Regions from separate parts of the Macaca mulatta genome. Here region 1 is linked to region 2. A link is a contact called in public Hi-C data. All regions are on one chromosome and are shown on one strand. Each heading gives the region's core, a stretch centred on a gene start, on an enhancer-like site or on the middle of the called end of the contact. The rest is flanking DNA. Distances are from core to core; before and after follow the strand shown. Region 1 has its middle 140 kb from the start of SOWAHC. Region 2 holds the start of SOWAHC (sosondowah ankyrin repeat domain family member C).

The links. A called contact is a pair of places that touch in the nucleus more often than the background predicts.
Region 1: a Hi-C map of fetal cortex germinal zone shows a contact between it and region 2, with 2.0 times the contacts expected there. The contact joins the enhancer-like site here to the promoter of SOWAHC in region 2. A contact is called at or near these places in 2 of 14 Hi-C or Micro-C datasets (fetal cortex germinal zone and liver).

Annotation. Positions count from the first base shown.
Region 1 is chr13:20,344,404-20,350,955 of T2T-MMU8v2.0, forward strand. It overlaps the pseudogene LOC106993128 and the pseudogene LOC697036. Among named protein-coding and RNA genes, the nearest start is that of SOWAHC, 140 kb to the left of the region's middle. Within about 2 kb of position 3,663, at least 9 of the 40 cell types and tissues checked have an H3K27ac peak or open chromatin away from gene starts, as enhancers often do. A contact at or near this core is called in fetal cortex germinal zone, where this site is marked.
Region 2 is chr13:20,202,561-20,209,526 of T2T-MMU8v2.0, forward strand. It overlaps SOWAHC (sosondowah ankyrin repeat domain family member C), which reads left to right and starts at 2,264. Exons shown (of 1, transcript XM_015113115.3): 1 at 2,264-6,950. The coding sequence starts at 2,449. The coding sequence ends at 4,044. It overlaps SEPTIN10 (septin 10), which reads right to left and starts at 2,114. Exons shown (of 12, transcript XM_077960249.1): 1 at 1,744-2,114.

The sequences.
Region 1 (6,552 bases), core at 2,413-4,912, 140 kb after region 2:
CCGCCTTGGTTATGTAGGTTTATGCAGGCAATCTTGGAAACAATGGCAACAAGACTGAATTGGAACGGGCTTTCGGCTACCATAGACCACTCTGAAGTGTGTGGGTTGCTAGAAATCCTCCGGGCTTTGCTTTTGTTGAATTTGAAGATCCCCGAGGTGCAGCTGATGCGATCCGAGAGCTAGATGGAAGAACACCATATGGTCGCTGTGTAGGAGTGGAACTGTCGAATGGTGAAAAAAGAAGTAGAAATCGTGGCCCACCTCCCTCTCGGGGTCGTCGCCCTCAAGATGATTATCGCAGGAGGAGTCCTCCACCTCGTCGCAGATCTCCAAGGAGAAGCCTCTCTCGCTGCAGGAGCAGGTCCTTTTCTAGAGTTAGGAGAAGAGAGAGATGGCTGTCTCCGGAGAGAAATCACAAGCCATGATCCTTCTCTAGGTTTCGTAGGCCATCTAGGTCAAATGAGAAACAAACAAACAAACAAAAGCTGACTCCATCAGCTACTATAAGGATTATTCACAATTGAATGTAATTTTACCATGGAATGCAAAGATGTTTCAACAGAAGAAAATCAATCAACATAATACATCACATTATTTGAACAAAAGAAAAAAATCACATTATCATATCAATTGACATGGAAAAAGCATTTGAGGAAATAACACCCTTTCATAATAAATACTCTCAGCAAATTAGGAACAGAGGAAAAATTTCTCAACATGATAGAGTGTGTTTCTGGAAAACTTACAGCTAACATTATATTCAATGGTAAAAAAACTGAATGAGTTCCCCTTACGACAGGGGACAACAAAAAGATTCCCACTGCTATTTGACACTGAATTGAAAGTTCTAGCCAGACAAGAAAAGGTGTGGTGGCTCCCGCCTGTGATCCCAGCGCTTTGGGAGGCCAAGGTGGGTGAATCCTTTGAACTCAGGAGTTTGAGACCAGCCTGAGCAACATAGTGACGCCTTGTCTCTACAAAAAATACACACACACACACAAAATAAAAAACAAAACTGAGCATGGTGGCATGAACCTGTAGTCCCAGTTACCCAGGAGGCTGAGGTGGGAGGATTGCTTGAACCCGAGAGACCAAGGTTGCAGTGAGCCAAGACAGCACCACTGCACTCCAGCCTGGACAATAGAGCCAGATCCTGACTTAAAAAAAAAAAAAGAAAATGTCAGCTGGGCGCGGTGTCTCATGCCGGTAATCCCAGCACTTTGGGAGGCCGAGGTGGGTGGATCACCTGAGGTCGGGAGTTCAAGACTAGCCTGACCAATATGGCGAAACTCTGTCTCCACAAAAAATGCAAAAATTAGCCTGGCATGATGTCAGGTGCCTGTAATCCCAGCTACTCAGGAGGCTGAGGCGGGAGAATTGCTTGAATCTGGGAGGTGGAGTTTCCAGTAAGCTGAGATCGTGCCATTGCACTCCAGCCAGGGTGACAGAGTGAGACTCCATCTCAAAAAAAAAAGTCATCCAAATGTAAAGGAATAGGTGAAACTATTTCTATTTATAGATGACATAATCCTTTGTATACAAAACCCCAGAGAATCCACAAGAAAGCTCAGAGCTAATAAATGAATTCAGCAAAGTGGCAGTGTACAAAATGAACACACAAAAACAAATTGTTTTCTATACACCAGAAGGAAATTAAGAAATTCCATTTACAATAGCATGTGAAATAGTTAAATACTTAGAGATAAATCTAACTGAAGAGGTCAAAGATTGATACTCTGAAAACTATAAAAGATAAAAACTACAAAAAAATTTAAAAGATCAAAGTAATTGAAAATATATTCTGTGTTCGTGGATAGGAAGATTTACCACTGTTAAGATGTCAATACTACTGAAAGTAATCAGCAAATTCAATAAAATATCTTCTAAAATTCCACAGACTTTTTTCCCCCCACAAATGGGGAAGCTGATCCTCAAATTTACGTAGAATTGAAAGTGACCCTGAATTGCCAAAACAATATTTATAAGGAAGAATAGGGTTGGAAGACTCACACTTTCTGATTTCAAAACTTACTTCAAAGCTACATTAATTAAAACAGAACAGCACTGGCATAAGGACAGGCATATCCAATGAAATAGAATAGAGAGTCAGAAAAAGGTCTCATATATATGGTCAATGGATTCTTTCTTTCTTTTTTATTTTTAATTGACACATAATAATTGCACATGTTTATGGGGTATTGTGTGATATTTCGATACATGTATACAAAGTGTGATGCTCAAATCAGGGTAATAATCATATCCATCACCTCAAACATTTATGATTCCTTTGTTGTAGGAACATGCAAAATCTTCTGTTCTAGCTATTAAAAATATGCAATAAATTATTGTTGACTATAGTCACCCTACAATGTTATAGAGCATTAGAACATTTTCCTCCTATCCAGCTATTATATTTTTGTCCATTAACTAACTCCCCCTATTCTTCCCACCTCCCTGCCTTTCCTAGCCTTTAATAACCACTATTGTACTCTTCTATGAGCTCAATTTTTAAATCTTCCACATATAAGTGAGAACATGTGGTATTTATCTTTCTGTGCCTGCCTTATTTCAGTTAACATAAAATCCTCTAGGTTCATTCATGTTGCTGTAAATGACAGAATTTTATTTTTTATGGCTGAATAGTATTCTATTTTGGTTATAGACCACATTTTATTTATCCATTAATGTGTTGGTGAGCACTTAGGTTGATATCATATCTTGGCCGTTATGCATAGTGCGGCAATAAACACAGGAATGCAGATCTCTCTCTCCCTCTTTTTCTTTTTTAGTAACCATGTGTTAGCCACTTTAATAGAAAATGTGATCAAAACTTGATTACAAGAGTTCAAAAAGGCAGAGAAAAACCAGTGAATTTCAATTTTATTACTAGTATTTAAATCTGGGACTAGTTTAAAAAAATTTTTTTTTAAACTTAAATGCTAACTTCAGCCCAGGGGTTTTTCACAATCAAACTAAAAATTACTTACTACATGGAAAAATCAATGCAACAAACAAGTAAAATTTGTGAACTCAAGCTACGAACTTATAGTTAATAATCACGATAAGGGACATTGCCCAAGAGCAACTGATGCCTCAGTGAAGTTTGAAAGAAACTCTGCCTTCGGTGAAGGCAGAGAAAAAATATGCAAGCAATTCTGCTTCAAAGAAATTTGCATAGAAATGGAAAATGCTAGAACCTTTAACACAAGTGAAATTGCAAAGCCTTAACATGTTCAACTCAGTCCACAGAGCACCAAATGTTGAATTGGAGCCAAGGTAGGATTAAACATTGAATTTCCAGCTATGCCACTCGCAGAGCACAATTTCAGGTGTGGAAACCATCTGTAGGCAAGTTCTTTTAAAAACATGAATTTCATACACTGTAAATTCTTAAACACACACTTCTGCATTATTGTTCGAATTTCAGAAGGGCACCACAAGGCATCGGGGTCTTTCAAAGTCACTCACGGCAGCAATTGCATCTTTTTTTCCCAGCCTTGGTAGCCCCCTTCTGCGGTTCTCTAGCCTCTGCACGCACTGCAGCACACCACTGTTTGCAGAGTAACTTCTGACATTAAATGCAGTCATGGCCTAAGTTGCATGAGTCAGCTGTTTCCCAGGCACCTCCCAACTCCTTGGCGGGGGAGGCTTCCCAGCCACTTCTTCAGGCCCCACACAAGAGGCCACATCTGGAAGCACTAGTCCTCTAGCGCCCTCTGCTGGAGACCAAAGTGACAAATTGTTGCAAAGACTTGCAGAAACAGCTTACACATTCATTTTTGTACACATTTAGTTAATTGAGAACCTGGGACTTTTACAATCGATTCCCCAAACCCCTTTATGGAGAGTGACAGACTACGCAGCAACGCTGAAGGAGCACTGTTTCTCTCTCTAGGAAGAAGATTAGTAGACGTAATTGTGTGCGTCAAGAGAAATTTGTACTAAAAAATCAAAGCAAGACGAATGACCCAGAAACCCGCGTTTTATTGACACTGTCATTTTCCCAGACAGAGAATCTTAGAAAGATGTCACGTTTTCTTTTAATGAATGAGAGGAGCCCGCTTGTATCCCTGAATCATTCTTTGGGAAAAGCAACAGAAACGATTGACAGTTATATTTTTAAAAATAAAACGGTCACTCCCTTCAGCCCACACCTCCACACCTTCATCTGCCTGCCCAATGGCTATCAGTTCCGTCAAGTCACCCTCTCCTTCTACTCTAGTATTACCACAAGAATTGAAATTTTCAAGCAGAAAAAAAAGAAGTCATGTTACAAATAAGCGAGTGGTGGCCCAAGGAAGCCCTTTGACTATGATTTCCAATTTTCTGTTCAGTCAACACTGCAGAGATACAAGGATAAACCACCATTTTGGTTCCCAAGTTTTATTCAAGAACTCACACAAAATATTCCAGATAAATGAAATTCAATCCTCGTCTTTCTCCTCTTCTTCGTCCTGGTTAATTTGGAAGCAACGTAATTTGTAACTCTTTTTGCTGTTAGCAACTGTGCACAACCAATCATGAAGATTATTCTTCTTCAAATATGTTTTGGTGAGATATTTCAAATATCTTTTGGAAAAAGGCACCTCGGATATCACGGTGATCTTGCTCTTGTTTCGACGGTCACCACCCCTCCACCAAGGTTCCCAGCTTTTCAGTTCACTTTGATCCTTCCTTGCAAAAACTGCTCAAAATTGGCAGCATCCACGATTCCATCTTCTACGGGGTGGGTGCAACCAAGAGTGAACTTCAGAACCTGCTTTTTTTTTTTTTTTTTTTTTTTTTTTTTGCCCCCGTTCACCACAAGCTTTCTCACAGGCATCATGGCATCAGCAGAGGCAGAAAGCCAGATATCTCTTTAACATACTGATTTTCTCTCCTTTGGATGTATATCCAGTGATGGGATTGCTAGATCATATGGTAGCTTAATTTTTAGTTTTTTGAGGGACCTCCATACTGTGTTCCACAGTGGCTGTACTAATTTACATATCCACCAACAGTGTAAAAACATTCCCTTCAATCTGCATCCTCTCCAGTATTTGTTATTTTTTGCCTTTTTGGTAATAGCTATTCTGATTGGGGTGAAATGAAATCTCATTGCAGTTTAGATTTGCATTTCCCTGATGGTTAGTGATATTAAGCATTTTTTCTTATACTTGTTGGCCATTTGTAGATCTTTTGAGAAATGTCTACTTAGATCTTTTGCCCATTAAAAAAAAAATGGGTTATTTGTTGTGTTTTATTTGCTGTTGTTTGAGTTCTTTGTTTATTCTGGACATTAATCCCTTGTCAAATGAGTAGTTTGTAAATAGTCCCTCCCATTCTGCAAGTTGACTCTTGACTCTGTTGATTGTTTCCTTTGCTGTGCAGAGGCTTTTTGGTGTGATATAATCCCATTTGTCTATTTTTGTTTTGTTGCCTGTGCTTTTGTGGTCTCATTCATGAAATCTTTGTCCAGCTCAATGACCTAAGCATTTTCCTTAGGCTTTCTTCTAGTAGTTTTGTAGTTTTGGATCTTGCATTTAAGTCTGTAATCCATTTTATTTTTGTATATGGTGAGAGATAGGAGTCTAGTTTTATTCTTCTGCATATGGATATCCAGTTTTCTCAGTACAATTTATTTATTGTTTATTTATTTATTTTGAGATGGAGTTTTGCTCTTGTTGCCCAAGCTGTAGTGCAACGGTGCAATCTCAGCTCACCGCAACCTCTGCCTCCTGGGTTCAAGCCATTCTCCTGCCTCAGCCTCCTGAGTAGCTGGGACTACAGGCATGCACCACCACACCCGGCTAATTTTGTATTTTTAGTAGAGACAGGGTCTCTCCCTGTTTGTCAGGCTGGTCTCGAACTCCCGACCTCAGGTGATCCACCTGCCTCGGCCTCCCAAAGTGCTGGGATTACAGGCGTGAGCCACCATGCCTGGCCTTCTCAGTACCATTTATTGAAGAGGCTGTCCTTTTGCCAATGTATATTCATGATGTCTTGGTTGAAAATCAGTTGGCTGTAGATACGTGTATTTATTTCTGGTTTCTCTATTCTGTTTCAGTAGTCTGTGTATCTGCTTTTATGTCAGTACTGTGCTTTTCTGGTTACAATTTTATGGTATATTTTGAGGTCAGGTAGTGTGATGACTCCAGCTTTGTTCTTTTTCTCAGGTTTGCTTTGGCTAGTCAGAGTCTTTTGTGGTTCCATATGAATTTTAGGATTTTTTTTTTTAATTTTTGCAAAGAATATAATTGATATTTTGATAGGGATTGCAATTAGTCTGTAGATCATTTGGAATAGTGTGGTCATTTTAACAATATTAATTCTCCCAACCAATGAACATTGCATGTCTTTACATTTTTAGGTCCTCTTCAATTCTTTTCATCAGTCTTTTATTGTTTTCATTGTAGAGGTCTTTTACCTCCTTGGTTAAATTTACTCCTACGCTTTTTTTTTTTTTTTTTTTTTTTTTGGTAGCCTTTTAAAATAAAATTGCTTTCTTGATTTCTTTTTCAGAAAATTTGTTATTGGTGTATAGAAATGTTACTGATATTTGTATGTTGATTT
Region 2 (6,966 bases), core at 1,014-3,513:
CGACGTCAGCAAACTACAGACACATGCAACAACCTGGATGAATCTCCAGAACTTTGCTGAGTAAAAAAAATCCAACCTCAAAAGGTTACTAACTGGGTGATTCCATTATATAAGTCTTGGAATGACAAAACTATAGGAACAAAAACGAATCACACTGATTGTCTGGGGTTAAGGAGGAGGCAGGGCAGGAAAGAAGTGAGTGTGGTTATAAAAAGGCACTATGGGATCCTCCTGGTCCTGGGAACATCCTTTATCTTCACCGTAGCAATCAATGACAATATCTTGGTTGTGATATCATACTATGGGTTTGCCAGATATTACTGTGGAAAGCTGGGTAAAGGGTTCTCTCTATACTGCATTATTTCTTACAACTGCATACGAATCTACAATTAATGCAAAATAAAGTTTAATTCGAAAATAAGTTAGTCTCAAAGCAAATTAAGTACAATTAAAAAGAAATCTAACATCAGCTAAATGAAGTGCTCCCTTCTGCTCAAGCGTGTCTGGATACGTACTCTACGAATCAAAGAGTTTATAAAACACATTTTCCTCACCAGGACCCCTCAATTCTCCCTCACTCACACATGCGCACAAACACAGCAACTGAGACAAGGGGGGTCCAAACAGAAAATTTGAGATTTTTAAAAATACGCGATAGAATGAAAAGAGACCTGGGCTGAATCGGGGAGAAAAATCTTTGTCCAGGTTCTATAAAACAAACCAACGGTGTCACTTTGGACGGATCCTCTAATCTCTCAGCCTACAATCTGAACTCTTTCTACAATTTAAACTTCTCATGTAGGAGGCTGCTTAGGAGAGTAGTTCTCAAACTTTTTGGTCTCCAGCCTCCAAAGAGCTTTTGTTTACATAGATTAAAACCACTAATGTTTACTATCAGAAATTAAAAGGGAGAATTTGTTTTTAAGAATACACAGACCGGAGCTTGCAGTGAGCTGAGATCCAGCCACTGCACTCCAGCCTGGGCGACAGAGCGAGACTCCGTCTCAAAAAAAAAAAGAATACACAGACATCGGCCCTCCAAACGGTGGTATCATTCCATATCATGTAGCCTTTGGAAAACTCGATGTACAGGTCCTTGGTACTATTATGAAAATAGTTGTAACGACACTTTGAAAACCGCTGGCTTACTAGCAAGCGAAATAAATATACAAAAGTAACTGGAAAGGTTCAAAACAATGAACAAACGCGTTCTTTTAGAGTACAAAAGAGTCAAGGCGGGAAAAAAAACGGTTCGGAGGAAAACTTGGACGACCACACCATTGGGTAAAACGCGAAAGCTTTTGAAAAGCCAGGGAAGCCGGGCTTTCTCCCGGGGGCAGGGAGGCTGGGAAGTGCTCACGGCTGTGAAAGATGACCGCTATTCAACCAGTCCGCACACCGCCCTCAACACCGTTACAGCCATGAGAGACCCACAATCACCGCTGTGGGTTTAACTTTTGGCAAAGACCGGGAAGTCGTTCAAGAAGAACTCCCCCACCGTCCCGACGCTGGCACCGCGCCCCGTGCCCCGCGAGCCGGGGTCCGGCCGCGCCCAGGCTCCTGTCCCGCCCCAGGCGCCCGGCCGCCGCGGAAGCCGGGAAGGACTGGGCGGGCGGGGCCCGAGGGGGCGCGGGTCACAATCCCGGGCCGGACCAGGGGGCCAGCGGGCCGGGGTCGCGGTCCGGGAAGTCCCGCGGGGGCCGAGGAGCTCGGGGCTGGGGCCCCGGCGTCGGCGGGACTCACCAGGTGCCGCGCCACCTCGGAGGAGGCCATGGTCGCGGGGAGGGGCGCGGTGAAGCGGCTGTATCAGCCCGGCCCCGAGCGGCTGGTCCCGACAACGGCGGCGGGAAGGCGGGAGCGCTGCAGTAACGGGCGGGGCGCGAGGCGAAGCGGCTCCGCCACAGGGAAGGGACAGGGGCGGGGCCGAGCTGGAGGCCTCCGGGGACGGTGGACGGGGGGCGGGGTCGGGGCGGACGCCCTGTGGTGCGCGCTGAGCGTTTTGAGTTCGCCAAACGAGCCCCTCGCGGGAGCTGCCCTCGACGACTGAGGACTGAGTGTCAGTGTTGGGGCGGGCTGAAGGAGAGCCGGGACTCCAGGAAGAGGGCGCGAAGAATGCAGGCGGGAACTGCGGAACAGTGATTGCGGCCCACGCGAGGCCGGAAGTGGGCGGGCCCTGAGGCAAGGCCGCCCTAGGTGGGTGTGGCTGATACAGCGGGGAGCGGAAGTGGGCGTGGCCTGTTGTCGTGGGCGCGGGGCGGGGATGCGGGGGGCGTGTCCCCCCGGGCGCGGCCCAGTGAGGCGGTGGCCGAGTTCTCCGGCCTGTGACGCCTAGGCTGGCAGCCCGCTGAGCCCGCCAGACTCCGCCGTCGTCGGGAGACGGCCGCTGGGAGCCCGCCGCGATGGGACCGCGCTGAGCCGCCCGCTGGCGGGGGAGCAGCGCGGTCTAGGATGGAGGGGTCGGCAGAGTGGGGCCCCGAGGCAGTGCTGGGCCCCGAGGCGGTGCTGCGCTTCCTGGCGGAGCGCGGGGGCCGGGCCCTCCATGCCGAGCTGGTGCAGCACTTTAGGGGCGCACTGGGCGGCGAACCCGAGCAGCGCGCCCGCGCCCGCGCGCACTTCAAGGAGCTGGTGAACGCCGTGGCCACGGTGCGCGTCGATCCCGCCGACGGCGCCAAGTACGTGCACCTCAAGAAGAGGTTCTGTGAGGGGCCGTCCGAGCCCTCCGGGGACCCGCCGCGAATCCAGGTGACCGCCGAGCCCGAGGCCCCCGACTGCCCGGCCGGGCCCGAGGTGCGCGATCGGCTCCCCGACGCAGCGGCCCCGGAGGCGCTCCCTGGACAGGGCCGCGAGCTGGGCGAGGGAGAGCCCTACGTTGCCGCTCACGGGCCGCCCCTGAGCGCCGGGGCTCGCAGGAAGAACTCGCGGCGCGAAGTGCAGCCCCTGCCCCGGACTCCGGCCCCGGGACCCAGTGAGGACCTGGAACCCCCGCCCCATGGCTGCGAGGAGGCGGACAGGAGCAGCTCCCTTGGGGGGGCCACCGCACAGAGGCCGGCCCGCCAGAACTTCCGCGACCTGGTGATGGGCAGTTCCCCGCAGCTGAAGAGGAGCGTGTGTCCCGGAGGCAGCAGCCCGGGCAGCTCCTCCGGGGGAGGACGCGGCAGAGGCGGTGGCGACTCAGACAGCGCATCGGTGGCCTCGTCGTCCGCGGAGGAGGAGAGCAGCGGCGGAGGCTCCGTGACGTTAGATCCCCTGGAGCACGCCTGGATGCTCTCTGCCTCCGATGGCAAGTGGGACAGCCTGGAGGGCTTGCTCACCTGCGAGCCCGGCCTGCTGGTCAAGCGGGACTTCATTACCGGCTTCACTTGCCTGCATTGGGCCGCCAAGCACGGAAGGCAGGAGCTTCTGGCCATGCTAGTCAACTTCGCCAACAAACACCAGCTGCCGGTGAACATCAACGCCAGGACGAGCGGGGGTTACACCGCCCTGCACTTGGCGGCCATGCACGGGCACGTGGAGGTCGTGAAGCTGCTGGTAGGGGCCTACGACGCCGATGTGGACATCAGGGACTACAGTGGGAAAAAGGCCTCCCAGTACCTGAGTCAGAGCATCGCTGAGGAGATCAAGAACCTGGTGGGAGCCCTGGACGAGGGTGACGGGGAAAGCGCCGCGGGTAGCAGCGGTGGGCGCTGGAGGCTTTCAAAGGTGCTTCCCTCGCATCTCATCACCTACAAACTCTCACACGTCCTAGATGATGGAGGAGACCATCACTACCATCACCATCACCAACATCACCACTTGGCTGAGGGGTGGGTCGGAGGCAAAGCCAAGGATCCAGGGCGCAAAGCCTCTGGCAGCTCTAGTGGACGTATAAAACCCAGACTCAACAAAATCCGCTTCAGAACCCAGATTGTCCACACCACACCCTCTTTCAGGGACCCAGAACAGCCACTGGAGGGTGGCGGGGAGGAGGAAGTGGAGGAGGAACGGTCTGTTAAAGGCCACTCGTCTTCCTTCAGATTGAGACCAAAGTCCAATGTATTTGGGTAAAAATTATTTCTTTTAGAAAATGCTAAGGGTTATTTGTCTTAGGAAATTGAATACTAGGTGTTGTAAGGAAATGAGACCAGAAGGACAAGCTAAATTATGCATTCTTACTTGAGGGACTGGAATGGATGGGGCGGAGTTCCCTTCAGGTTAGCCTTCTGGGGAAAGTGGATTTCTTTTTAAGAGATTCATCATACCTTGACCTGTGCCTCTTTTCTGCCCTCCACTTCCCTGCCCTGGAGCCCATTTCTGGAGACTAGAAATGTATCTAAATTGGGGGAACAGAATGAATGAATGAGAGTTCCTTTGCTTTAACCATTCCTGGATGTCTGCAAAGTAAGGAATAGTGAGTGCACTTTTTATGTATCTGATTTTATAAGGGGTTACTCTTTCAAGAGCAACAAAAAAATGCAAATTGTAATGAAACTGGTAGTATTTCTGAGTGTGAAAACGACAGGCTGCCCCATTTTTTACTAATTGCATTTGCATTTTAAGGTACTACTGAAGGTCAGATCAAAGTTGAAATGCAAAAATACTAATTAGGTAATAATGTGAATAAATGGGAATCCTCTTGGTATTTTATGTGTATTGTAAGTAGCAGTTAAATTATTTTTGTAAAAGCAATTTCAGTTTTAATCACTGAACAAAAGAAACAGGCAACATTCACTTCTGTAGTATGGTTTCCAGCTATCTCTAACACCACTATTAAGGTACACCAGTGTTAAGGTACATTAATAACTACACAAAATTTTATTTAAAGAGGGCACTTAGCAGCCTATGATAGTTTTAAATAAAATGTTGCCTCTCCTTTGGATTCTCACTAACTTGTGTTACTATTCTAAAAGTTTGCATTTGCTGGGGTGTTTATTCTGAGGATCATATAACCATTGTTCTACTTGGCATAACCCTGTTTAATGGTGCTTAGAGCTGAATTACCTACAGAAACTGTTTCTGGTTTAAATAATTAGCACAAATTGGCTCATGAGCCCATGTTTCTGTGAAGTAATTATTAAACCAACGTAATGATCCTCACGTAAGGTACACTTTTTATTTTACTACATTGGTAGTCTCTATGACTTGTAGCAATGTTTTATAAATGTTTAAAATGCTAAACTTAATTTTCCAACCTTTTCTTGACAATTAGATACCTATCCTGTAGTTACTGAAAATCTGGGTAGTAAATCTACCCAGTTAAAATGGCACTTTATAAAAGGGAATAGAGAAGAGATGGGACTATTTCTATATTTAAATGCTGCTGGCTATTAAATTCCTTTGTATATAAATGAAAAATACCATTCATTAAAATTAAGGACTTAAGTGTGGTTCTTAATTACATTTCATTCGTTTATGTTAGAGTAAATGGCTTCATAATTACTTTAAAATTTAACCCACAAGCATATGAAATCTGTTTGTCATAAAATTGGAAACAATTTTTGAGAGGGACTAATTTAAACAAGTCCTTCTCCTTTAGTCTTTTGGGTCACGTAATTGCTGAAACCTAAGTACCTACAGACTACAGGATAAGGAAGTTCACAGCCTGCAGGGTGAATGAACCCATGTGTGAACTGCACAAAGCAATTCATAGAAAATGCACAGAAATTTGTAACACTTTTGTCACGTCTGTCTCTAGATGCTCATTGAATTTGTTTAAAGATGGATGAAAGGCCGGGCATAGTGGCTCACGCCTGTGATCCCAGCATTTTGGAAGGCCGAGGTAGGTGGATCACTTGAGGCCAGGAGTTTGAAACCAGCCTGGCCAACATGGTAAAAACGTGTCTCTTCTAAAAATACAAAAATTAGCTGGGTGTGGTGGTGCGTTCCTATAGTCCTAGCTACTTAGGAGGCTGAGGCATGAGAATCACTTAAACCTGAGAGGCGAAGGTTGCAGTGAGCCAAGATCATGCCACTGCACTCCAGCCTGGGCAGCGGAGACTCTGTCTCAAAAAAAAAAAAAAAAAGATGAATGAAAATATGAAATATCTAAACTATTATCCATTCGTTTGCCTTTTGTTGTGGGATTTTAGATATGAACTGTGTAAATTTGAGAAGCACTTATGCATACACGTGGGTGAAAAACCAATCTAATTTTGTATAAATAAAAATAGGCTCCTGGAAGGTAAGAAGTAGTCAGTTGTGCTAAATCTATACATATTGCCTGTATCTAGTGCGGAATAAGCTATGACGTCCCATTGAGGAATCTTAAATTTCATAGACATGTAAAGCTGAAATAACTCTAAAGAGTAGATGTTTCAGAACCATCAGAAGGTTCTGGTGAACAGTCAGTATTATCTCTTAAATGTATATGTTGGTCACTAATTGCACAAAATCTATAATTTGCTAGGGCTTTAGAGATTGAGTCAATATGTCATTTACTGTGGTTTTCCCCCAAAGGCTTTAACTTTTCTGATAAAATAATATTTTAAATTTTCAAAAACCCATTCCTGAGGGGAACTACTAGCATTCCTTTTCATGATGTGCTTGTTTGTGCAGTAAGTAGCATTTTTGGCTACTTAACTCTACATTCCTCTTATTTTTCAGTTTCCAGTCAAGATTATAAAAAGCAAGATTATAATTTGATATTCATAGAGTTGCGCCTACCTTTAATGGAAAAATGTATGTCAGATACTTAGATGTTTATTGATATGAGACCATGTGGTTAAAAAACCCAAGTATGTCCATGTGTTTCTTATAAGGTACACTTGAAACTAGTGAGTATTTGTCACATTTCACTTTCATGGTATGTAAAATGCAGTTCGCATATATAACTTGAATATCTGGTACTAGTTTTTTCATGCCTGAAATCTTGGAGTCTAGGTTGCCTTGTCTCTCCTTTTTTTAAATAAGTGAAATTTGGGAGATTGTAAAATCTGTAAAGTTTGTTTTGTCAAAATAAAATGTTCACAGTAGAATTTTTCTCTGAATTGT